Regions from separate parts of the Sus scrofa genome. Here regions 2 and 3 are each linked to region 1. The links are chromatin contacts, called in public HiChIP or PLAC-seq maps. All regions are on one chromosome and are shown on one strand. Each heading gives the region's core, a stretch centred on a gene start, on an enhancer-like site or on the middle of the called end of the contact. The rest is flanking DNA. Distances are from core to core; before and after follow the strand shown.

What was found. HiChIP or PLAC-seq counts read pairs in DNA pulled down with a chosen protein or histone mark.
Region 2: a contact with region 1 is called in an H3K27ac HiChIP or PLAC-seq map of skeletal muscle. The contact joins two enhancer-like sites. A contact is called at or near these places in 2 of 47 Hi-C or Micro-C datasets (psoas muscle and skeletal muscle) and 1 of 2 datasets of contacts at active chromatin or transcription factors (skeletal muscle).
Region 3: an H3K27ac HiChIP or PLAC-seq map of skeletal muscle shows a contact between it and region 1, with 6 times the contacts expected there. The contact joins two enhancer-like sites. A contact is called at or near these places in 1 of 47 Hi-C or Micro-C datasets (embryonic fibroblasts) and 1 of 2 datasets of contacts at active chromatin or transcription factors (skeletal muscle).

What each region holds. Positions count from the first base shown.
Region 1 is chr1:223,898,869-223,902,400 of Sscrofa11.1, reverse strand. It overlaps TRPM3 (transient receptor potential cation channel subfamily M member 3), which reads left to right. Exons shown (of 27, transcript XM_021074417.1): 21 at 530-658. Among named protein-coding and RNA genes, the nearest start is that of KLF9, 150 kb to the right of the region's middle. Within about 2 kb of position 2,155, at least 37 of the 83 cell types and tissues checked have an H3K27ac peak or open chromatin away from gene starts, as enhancers often do. A contact at or near this core is called in embryonic fibroblasts and skeletal muscle, where this site is marked.
Region 2 is chr1:223,512,926-223,516,550 of Sscrofa11.1, reverse strand. No RefSeq gene overlaps it. Among named protein-coding and RNA genes, the nearest start is that of MAMDC2, 27 kb to the left of the region's middle. Within about 2 kb of position 2,025, at least 10 of the 83 cell types and tissues checked have an H3K27ac peak or open chromatin away from gene starts, as enhancers often do. A contact at or near this core is called in skeletal muscle, where this site is marked.
Region 3 is chr1:223,473,688-223,477,293 of Sscrofa11.1, reverse strand. No RefSeq gene overlaps it. Among named protein-coding and RNA genes, the nearest start is that of MAMDC2, 66 kb to the left of the region's middle. Within about 2 kb of position 2,038, at least 6 of the 83 cell types and tissues checked have an H3K27ac peak or open chromatin away from gene starts, as enhancers often do. A contact at or near this core is called in embryonic fibroblasts and skeletal muscle, where this site is marked.

The DNA of each region.
Region 1 (3,532 bases), core at 906-3,405:
AAGAGAAAAAGACATTAACTCAGAAGAGAATTAAAGTGGGGCTCTGAAAAAGCCTGGGCTATTTTTATGTTGATTTGAGCAATTTACAAGTAGAGCTTGGGTCTGCCTTTCCTTCTTAGACTTCTGTATTCCTGGCATTTTTTAGGCAGAAAGCCCATCATGCTGTCCTAGTTCAAGGACCCAAGGCTCAGGCATGAGAAAGAGCAGCCCCTGAGAGCAGAGATTCCCTTTCTAGGCAGGAAGACATGTGAAATGGGGTAATTGCAGAACAAAATGGTGTGTCATGACAACATGGGTACAAGCAAAGTTTTGGGACACAGAAATACACCAGGATCAAAAGGAAGAGTGTACATCAAATTATTTCAAATGTTAGCCTCTTAAAATTCTTTTGATAGTTTAGAAGTTCATCGCTTTGCAAATTGCTAGTCCTACTTGCCGACCTTGTTATGTCCTCCAGCACCGTAACCTTGCCCGAGGGCGGGGCTCCCAGGTCTCTGCAGCCAGAGCACTGTATTGTGTTTCCTTACAGCTGGCGTACATCGGATACTTGATGCTCTTCAACTATATCGTGTTGGTGAAGATGGAGCGCTGGCCTTCCACCCAGGAATGGATCGTCATTTCCTATATTTTCACCCTGGGAATAGAAAAGATGAGAGAGGTAACTGCTTTCATTAAAAAAAAAAAAAAAAAAAAAAAAAACCAGAAAGACAGTGGTTAGTTACACCTGTGGATGAAGGGGATCAGGGAACGCTCAGGATCCCAATTAAGCCAGAAACTTTCTCTAATGCTGCCAAAGAAATATAGGACTTGGCTTCAAGGGCTGCAGACAAACCTGGGAAACTTTGGTGTGCGTTTATAAGGTTATAACTCCACCCGTGCTTAGACTCTTGTCTGTTTTCTGCTAGCATAGCTCTTGCCCTCAAGAAATTCTCCATTTGTTTTCACTGGCTATTTACACCTCTCTTTTCTGATAAACATGCCTTTTAAATATTTTCTACACTGAAAAATTTTTCTTTACGTCTTTTAAGTTTTCAGCTCTTAACTCCTGTTCTAACCCCTTAACTCTGGGTCTCTGTGCACACGGTCCTCCAATACCTGTGATTCTGAAAATGCATTTCAGCAGCTCTAAGAGGAACTGTGCTTTTTTTCACTAATTGACTCCCTCCCTTGGTTAATTCCTTCTCAACATTTCTTACTCCCATTTCTTACGTGCCAGCCTCTGCACCAGCCCTAGGCAAGTTGAACATATTTTTTTTATCCTTCAGGCTGAGGGCATGGATCCCCCTCTTTTCCCTCCAACCCCATACTGTCCCAGGAGCCATCAAAAAGCCACCCTCCTGTGACTTATTGGAAGTAACAGCTAGCCTTGGGAGACATCATAGACTCAGAACCCTTTGAGAGAATGTAGTCAAGCAGTAATCCACCAGAGGGCTCTGCAACCCTGCCCAACACTCCTGAATCCCATGCTCAAGCCCATCAGGGAAGCAGGTTCGTGTGGTATGAGGATTCCTCTGTATTTCCCCTGGAACTGCAGTCAGCTGGAGAGGATTTTCTGGAGGAATTAATCCCTATCAAGTCTATTGCAATCTCAAGAGCTGTGGAAAAACCCTGCTTGCTGTCCTATAGTGAGTGAGCAAATATATTGGGCTCCATAGTAAAAATTCCTACAGACCCACAAATTCACCCTTGCCCTCATTACTAAGACAGGTTAAGAGGACCTTACTGTCATAGGGCTTAGCTTTAAAATGTTCTCCGGAGGAAAAAAAGATGCCATCAAATTGGGGTCATTTTTTAAAAAAATATGCATAAATATTTAGAGCCCTTCTCATGGGTTTTTAAAGCGCTTTGGGGAATTTAAATTCTAACCAGCATGCCCCCATCCTGAGAGTTTGGAGGTGGGTACACTGGCCCCATTTTATAAGGGGCTTTTTTTTTTTTTTTTTTTTAAATGGATGCCTTTGCCTTGTTCCAACTAGTTGTCTACACTTAGGTTTTCCCATTCATAATGCCATCCACTTCCTGACCAGTGTTGTGCATTTCCCATTTGTAAACTGAAAAACAGTAATAAATTCGCTCTGGTCTTTGTGTAGCTCTCTGAGAACTGAGGCCACTGCTGCTAGGGCCTCTATTGCTGTGAAGTGCCAGCTCGCTGGCTTTGTGATTTAAAGCCCAGATGCATATTCCCTCCCCATGATAAGCAGAAAAGGGAAAGACTTGAGCAGGGCGACTGGAATCTCTCCAGGGACTAGACTGGAAGAAGACAGGGAGCAGTCTGTACTCCACGGACTGTTCTGGAAGAGGCTGCCAAGCCGGCGGGCTGCCAGGAATCTCAAGGCCTGGCTATCTATTTCTCCTGAGGCAGCATATAGCAGCAGGGAGGGCGGGCAGGGCTTTTTAGCCTGGGGTCAGCAGGGGGTCAACCTAGAGTCCTTGTTGAAGAAGAAGCTGTGGGGCTGGAAGCATTGGCTACCTAAGTACTTGACCTTTCCCTCTTCAGCCACTTGGTGAGGTGGCCCCCTTGCCAATTCCCCGGCATCCCTGGGCTCATTAGGGAAGTAAGAACTGCTCCTGTGCCTAGGATCCCTCCTTGCGCAGCCTCAGAGCACTCGGGCCCCCCAGACCTCAGTCACAAGGTCCTGGAAACAGGGGAAAGTTTCATGGGCTTCCCTGCCTTCCCAGGGCTATACAAGGAGGGCTTTGTGGTTTCCCACTCTGCCCACCCCTTCCCGGCACCACATACTTATGTGCATAGTCACTAAACAAGCCTGGTGATCCCTTAATAGCGCATAACTGCTCTCCCGTGAGGTAGGCGGGCCTTCTCTTCTGTGGGGCTGCCTCCTGCAGCTCCATTGGGAAAATGGTGGTTGGGAAGACATCCCCACTTGACTAGGTATGGGAACTAAGACTCAGAGATTAAGCAATTTTCCTGCATTCCACAGCTGCAAAGCAGAGGTGGGTCTTAAGCGGACTGACCCAGCTCTAGGTCCACTGCTCTTTCCACTCCCCCAGTGGTTGCAAACTGGAGCACTCCTCAGAGCCCTGGAATCCCAAGGTACCTAAGAGCTGGCTGGAGAAGGGAAGGTGCCCTTTTCACTCCTGTCTCACCCCAGTCAATCTGATCTTTTTTTATGTTGTGATTTCACAAAAATTTCATTGTTTTAAAAAGTTATACTATAAGCCTTAGCAAAAGGATAGAAAAACGCCAAAGCATTCACTACCCCCCAGCACTTGCTTGCGTGCCCATGTGCACCATTTGCTAGTTAAGATGGAGCTTGGGGGCCAGAAGCCGTCAGAACAATAACTGCTGCAGGAATTCCTCATGCGTAGAACAGTGGCTCCCAACTTGTCACTGGCATGACCTGGGAGCTTGTTAGAAATGGAAATCCTCAAACCCCACACCAGGCATACTGAAGCAGAAAGGCCAGGAGCATGGGCCCAGGCAATTGTGTTTTCACCAGCCCTCCAGGTGCTTCTGGTACATGCTAAGGGCCAGGGTTGAGGAATGAGGCTACCAGGTGGCCCCTGGTATCTT
Region 2 (3,625 bases), core at 776-3,275, 390 kb after region 1:
CCACTTTAAAAGTCTCCTTTTCACATATAGGATGAACAAAGAGCACTTTTCAAAACATTTATATTAGATTTTCACTGTAGTCTGCAGTTTACAAAGTGGCTTCACATGTATAACCTAATGTTTAACGAACACAACTGAGAGCTGAGAGATTGAACAGCCTATGTTCAATCCCTCAACTATAAATCTTAATATAAACAAAGACATAGAGAATATAATCCAAATTATGAATAATGAGGAAATCTGATTTTTTTAGGTTCCAATATTCAGTGTGCTATGAACTCAATTTACAAATATTATCAGTACATTTCCTTTATTTTTTGATGATCAGAGCCACCAGAATATAGAATTCATTTAAAAAGAAATTTTAAAATCACATGCAGTTTACCACTATGCAAAATATAAAAGGTTGTAAGCCAGTATCTTCAGAATAACTACTAATTGTAAGATGTGTGAAAGTTTACTTATTTAAACTTTTTATGTATTTATATTACTTTAAATTATAAAAAGGATAGTTTGAAGATGTAATAATACGTAAGTACATATACTTACAATGAACAAAATAAAAGGGGGTGTTCTGGGTTTTTTGTATAACTTCCATTAGTTTTCTTATCTCTATGGATCTCCAAAGGAGGATTTTATTTGTAGGATTTATGCGTGTGAACTTATTCCCCACTTGCAAAGCGGTTTATGCTATCAGCCCTGAGTGCAGTTATATTTTATCAGCAATTCTTCGTGTTATACAGGAGGGAATAATAATCTGTCTTATAAATTACTGAATTAATTGTGGTACAGAGAGAAAAGTCTTGGCTTTCTTTTCCTTTTGTGGCTTTAAAGTCTATTTTTGACAAAAATAGTGATAAAGTACTTTTTCAAAATGAATCTGTGGCAGTGAAATGATTCACTGTATAAACTGTTAACGTATATTAGACTCAAACAATTGGCATGTAAACATGTCCTAAAGAGAAGAAATGTTAATCTGCTTTCACATGTTGACTACAGCATTATTTCATAATGACCATAAGACCAAGCGAGCAAGCAAACAAATGAAATAACCTAAGATTTCAAAAATAGGGGAAATAAATAAACTACGATGCTTCAATCTAAGAAAGGCAATCATTCACTCTGATAGCTTATGAATATTATTTAGTAGCAGAAATATATATTCCACTCATAATTAAAATGAAAAAAGAAGGTTTTAACAGATAAAATACAACAAAATAAGACAAATTATATCTAATTCATCTAAAAATACATTGGATAAAATCTTTAACATTACCGAATGCCTAACAATTCTGTGAAGGATCATAAAATTATGGGTATTGAACAGAATTTCCTTTTATTTTCTAACCATTCTTTAATTTTGTTATATTTATAATTGAGAAAAAAGAAGATTCAAGTTATCTATAATTAAGATGTGGAATAATGAGTTACTGTTTTTCAGATTGGCATTATTTACTACAGTAGTCATGAGCACATGTGGTTATATAAAATAAAATTAAATAGAATTAAAAGTTCATTTCCCTTAGGTGCACTAACCACATTTCAAGTGCTCAGTAACCACAAATAGCTAGTGGTCAAGTGAGTTGGACACGGCAGTTATGCAAACTTCCTCATTGCAGAAAGTTCCACGGGGTAGAGCTTCCTGGCTCCTTTTGGACATGCCAAACAAATGTGTAAACTGCCACAGAGGGTTAAACGAAATGCTGAAGATGTTCTGGACCACGGTAAGTCACTAGGTTATTCCTATCTTAGAAGATTTTCTACACTTACAATACTGGCCAGGCCACATGTTGTCCTGTCTGATAAAAGATCTGCAAATTCAGCCAGCTATGTACTAGATTCAAACTGTGGGCTCAAACCTCAGATCAGTTTGCAGTTGTCTATCTGCATTCCAACACACAAAAGAAACAGGACCAGATTAATTTCAGTCTAACACATTGGATTTCCACCTGCTATTAATAATGCTCATAATGTCAGCTCCTATTCTTGTGCTGCCTTCTTACATTTTGAGGCTGCTTGAGGTGCAGAGGTTATTTTAGGGCAGTTGGTGATTAGGTAAGCTGATGACTAGGCCTGGCTGACACAGGCAAAGAGAAAGCCAAACATTTTGGTCTGTTCTTAAGAAATCTGTCCCTGGGTCCTGTTACGAATGTGACAAAAAGGAAATTGCCCATTTCCTTAACCTCTCCTTTCTTTATAGCTCTTTTTCAAAAACAGTGCTTATTTCATTTTAGTCAGTATTTCAAGACACAGAGAATATCTCTAGAGACTGGGAAAAAAATCTTACGCACTTTGAATATATACTATTGCCTATGTGAGAGGGGAAAAGAAGAGGGACAAAGTAAAATGCTATCCCTTAGACAGGTGTTCCTGATACTTTGCAGACCTCTTAAGAGTTAGGGTTAAGTTAGCTTTGTGTAAATCAATTTGTTTCAGTTTAATACAGATTCCAGTCCTTAGGGATTGGTGATATTTAAAAATTTTTGTTTTGATTGAGAATATTAAGTAAAAACTGATTTCAAATTTACCTAATTTTGGAAATAAAAATAGGCACTGAATGGAGAGCAATTAAAAACACATTTGTGGAGTTCCCATCATGGCGTAGGAGGAAAGGAATCTGACTAGGAATGGTGAGGTTGCGGGTTTGCTCCCTGACCTCACTCAGTGGGTTAAGGATCTGGTGATTAAGTGAGTTGTGGCATAGGTCACAGATGTGGCTCAGATCTGATGTTGCTACAGCTGTGGTGTAGGCTGGCAGCTGTAGCTTTGACTGGACCCCTGGCCTGGGAACCTCCACATGCCGTGGGTGCAGCGCTAAATAAATACATAAATAAATTAATTGAAAATAAAAAAAAATTGCAAACAATTGTAAATATAGTCAAGGAAGGATCAAAATATGATTTAACTTACTTTTTATCATACTTAAAACAGAATTGCACGTGATCATTTATTTACTATTGATATTTGGGGCTAGATAGTTCTTTGCTGTGGGTCACTGCCCTGTGCACTGCAGGATTTTAAGCATTCCTGGTTCCTACCCACTAGATACCAATATCATTCACAAGTCATAACATGTTGGAGAAAACATGTCTCCAAACATTGCCAAAGGTCCCTTTGAGGATGTGGAGGGGGTGGGGCAGGCAGGGGCAGGCAGGGGCAAAATCTCTGAGATTTTGAGAGAACCAGTGATCGAGGGGGTAGAAAACTGCTGTACTTTCAAATCCCACTTGCTCAGCTCCTATTACATGTAGTCCCTATGTGAGTCGCTTTCAAGATCTGGACCTCCTTTTTGGATTCACTGTCAATTTCAAACTATTCATTCTCTTCAGTCAAAGCAGGACAGTTGTTTACATTATAAAAAGGGACTGGATGGAATTAGTTTTCTCTTCCTCTGCACATCACCAGGTGGTGGTTTTAACGAGGAATGAAATATCCTTAGATCCTGGAAAGAAAAGGCAAAAGAGCAGAAAGGCAAGGGAGATGGACTAAGACTCCAGCTGAATAATCATCCCCAAGATGATCAGGGCTTTACTGTTCCAATTTCCTGCTTCAGAAATCTGCAAATTGTCAAAGGGCAACAGTGTGTCTCCCCCACCCCCCAACCCAAGCTTGTCTCCCTTTCAAA
Region 3 (3,606 bases), core at 789-3,288, 420 kb after region 1:
CAGGGGTACCAGAGCAATGTTATTCTGCCCAAGGTGGGGCTTTTCAGTAACTCCTCATCAGCCTGGCCCCTCTCTTTCACAGGTGTCAGTTTTCCATCCTGTGCTGAAGACTCTCCCCACCCAGGACACGGTGGGACTTTTGTAGGGGTCTGAAGCACTTTCACTGCTATGGGCCTCTTTCTCCACAAAATACATAAAAAACTATGTTTCATTGCCACATTTGTATAAAGATGATACAGTCTAGGCTGGATTCATAATTTTCTTTGTTATCATTATATTCATTTTTTTCTTCTGACTTTAAAATAAATAAAATGAAACATTCTCGTGGATCCCTAAAAATGCCATGGCTCCTAGGCACCATGACTTCTAGGCCTAATGGATTCGTGGCCTGAGCCCCAGCCTCTCCAGCTCTCCGCCTTATCCTTCAAAGCCATTTCCCCCAGTAAGTCTCTTTCTATCTAATTCCAGTTTAGAATTCTACCTAATTCTGCTTCCTGAAGGACCCAAACTGACACAGCCACGAAGTGGGATATCAGTCTATCCAGGATGAGGGGCACCACAAAAGACTCCAGGAGACTCTCAATAAATCTAGGAGACCTCACAAATCCTCTTGCAAGTATTCATTCTACATCTGGAGTGTGTTTAGAGCAATGTCTCACACCCCATCCCATGATGAGTGTGTCTTCCTCACAGACAACAGTTTTCTGACAGCGTTCTTTAAAGGCTACTTCCCCACCTTCTGTGTGGACATATTTTCATCCCTGGATTTACAGCTAAGTGCCTCATTAACAACGCATGCACAAGATACTAGGCCAAGGGAGCCACAATCCCATTTCTGATCCCAAACAACAGCAAACACAATGTGACCTGCTCAACGTGAGTCAGAGGCTGCTGGGAATCAGAGCAGGACTGCTGACACCAAGTCTCACATGGAACCACTAGACTAGACCACATTCTATTGCCCCCCCTCCCCGCCACCGTTCATTCGTTGCTAAGGTTGGGTATTATTTACTGACAATCTGAGTAAGACTGTTTCTCACTGGGAAACAAAAGACAGCTCCTAAAATCTATCATCTCAGCTGAAGGAGGAGGATGATTCACAAGTTACCAGGTGTCTGCCCCAGGCTGGGCTGGAGGCTGGATGTGTGTCAGTGGGTATGATCTGATCTGAGCAAGAGGAGCCACTGGGTGGGGGGTACAGGCACCATTCTGTGTACCTTTCCTAGGGGAATGAGAAAGGTCACCTGGAGTTTATGGAAAATTATGTCTCAGAGTTCCCATCGTGGCTCCGCAGTTAACAAACCCAACTAACATCCACGAGGATGTAGGTTCGATCCCTGGACTTGCTCAGTGGGTTAAGGATCTGGTGAGCCATGAGCTATGGTGTAAGTTGCAGACATGGCTCAGATCCTGCGTTGCTGTGGCTGTGGTGTAGGACGGCAGCTACAGCTTCGATTGACCCCTAGCCTGGGAACATCCATATGCTGTGGGTGTGGCACTAAAAAGACAAAAAAAAAAAAAAATTATGTCTAGTGTCAATACTATGAGAATTTCCCTGCTCAGCTCATTAAGACCAACCCTCCTATCTGGTCCAGGGTTCTAGAGCCTCCGGAATCTCTAAAAGAAGCAAATTTCATCAGATCCTTTAAGTTTGCATAGATGAAACTAAGCGTAGACAGCCCTTAGGTATAAAGGATACTATAATCAACTAAATCATCGGGGATCCTGCTGAAAGATCAGGCTCCTTCTGGCATCATGCCTGCAGTGACGGCATGGGCACACTTGATTCTGAAGAGGATTTTCTTCCTTTCTTGCAGCGGTCCTCTGTATTAGCTTGACTTTCCATCTGGAACCAGAAGACCTCTGGTAGTCAGCCAATTTCCCTTGAACTAGGAAAAGAACTTTGAGGGCAGCTCCTGAAGTTTTCTTTTCAAACTGTCTGGCTCACCAGCATTCCACAAAGATTGCCCTGGGCTTGGCTGCAATGCCAGCGGCATCCTCTGACTCAGTTGTGACTTGGCTCCGTTGGCCACATTTGTACTCCAGCTGTGACGCCTGCATCTGTGTCATGGTTGTCTGGACAAGCTGTCTCCCGGGTAAGGGGGAAAGTTTGGTCTGAAGAAAGGATGCCAGCTGGTCTGCTGCCATTGTGAGGAGACAGCACCCAAGGACAGCAAGTTATCATGCCCGCCCTCCCAGTCCACGGATCCGAGAGTCATCTTCTGAACATTTAGTTCTAAGGGTTTGGGTAAGTTTTACTGTGACAGAGTCCGAACATGAAGTGGGGCTTCTCCTGGCTTCTGCTAAGACCTCAGAGCCAAGAACAACTGGGGACAAATACCTCTATTTTCTAAAGAATGGTGCTGATCATCAGTGTTGAATATACTACACTGCAGCAGACCCAGAATCTAAGCCAGCTCTACCAGATTTAGCCCATCTCACCCCTCCAGCATGTATATATGAGAAGACTAAAGAGGGACAGAGAGAAGGAAGACCAAGTTTCTTTGAAGAGAACTGTCACAGAGGTGACCTGTCATGGGTTTCCTTTTGACCCCTCAAGGGAACAGGAGGGGACTGCTTTCCTTTTCTTACCTGATCCAAGAGATGGGGGCTTCAGGGAATCACTTGTACAGGGGGCAGGGAGGGAAATTACCATCTCATCTCATCCCCGCCCAGGCTTGCAGGAGTTCCTGGGTCCTGTGATTGCCTTGGGCCATGAGATAACTGGTGGCACAGTTACTGGGAGAATGTGATCAGTGGTACCTGCAGTTTGTGGGGCATAGAGGCTAGGGCCTGACTCTTGACTGCATGCAGCCAGAGGTTGTAGGGATCTGTGGGGGCAGCAGGGAGAGAAGGATTTTGCTGCAGGGATCTAGCTGTACTTCCAGGTTGGATGGAGCAAAGATTTGAGTTTTTCCTAAACCTAAGTGGGCAACTCAGAAGGCAACTGGGCTAGACTGCCTTAAAAGATTCTTCTCAAAAGGGCTGCATGTGGGGTGGTAACCCAACAGAAAGGGGCTAGTGGGGTGTACCTACTAACAGGTACTAAGGGGGATTCATTGATGGCCTTCAGAGAGTACATCATTTTTATCATTGGCCATGACAGAAATAGCCAGCATTTGGCCACCTGCAGTGTGAAGGGCACTAACTCCAGATTAAACAACACGGGTCACATAGAACCTTTTGTCACCTTCCCTTCCATTTCTGTTCCACCCCCAGCCTGCCTCCCCCAACTCTGGAGGGGCATAGTGAGTAGGGGAAGAGGAAGGAAAGAGCAAAGGGGAGGAGATGAGGAAATAAAGCCTAATCCCTTCTCTGCTGCTGTTCTGTGCTCTGGTCTACAGGAAGATTTGAACTGGATGAAAAATTGGAGTTCTGACTAGACTGAGCTTAATCCTTAAAAATGAGGCTATTTGTTAATACCTGAAAGTACCTGAAAAGCTATGGTAAAGTCACCTAGGGACAGAGAAAAGAGATGCAGCCGAGCTTGCACCAAGGCAATGGTAAGAAAATTAATAAAGCTGCTTCCCTACTGAGTGCTTTTGCAATGAACCAAATGGATCAATGCAGAGAAAGAATGAATAGGTGCTGTTAAAATGATGCTTG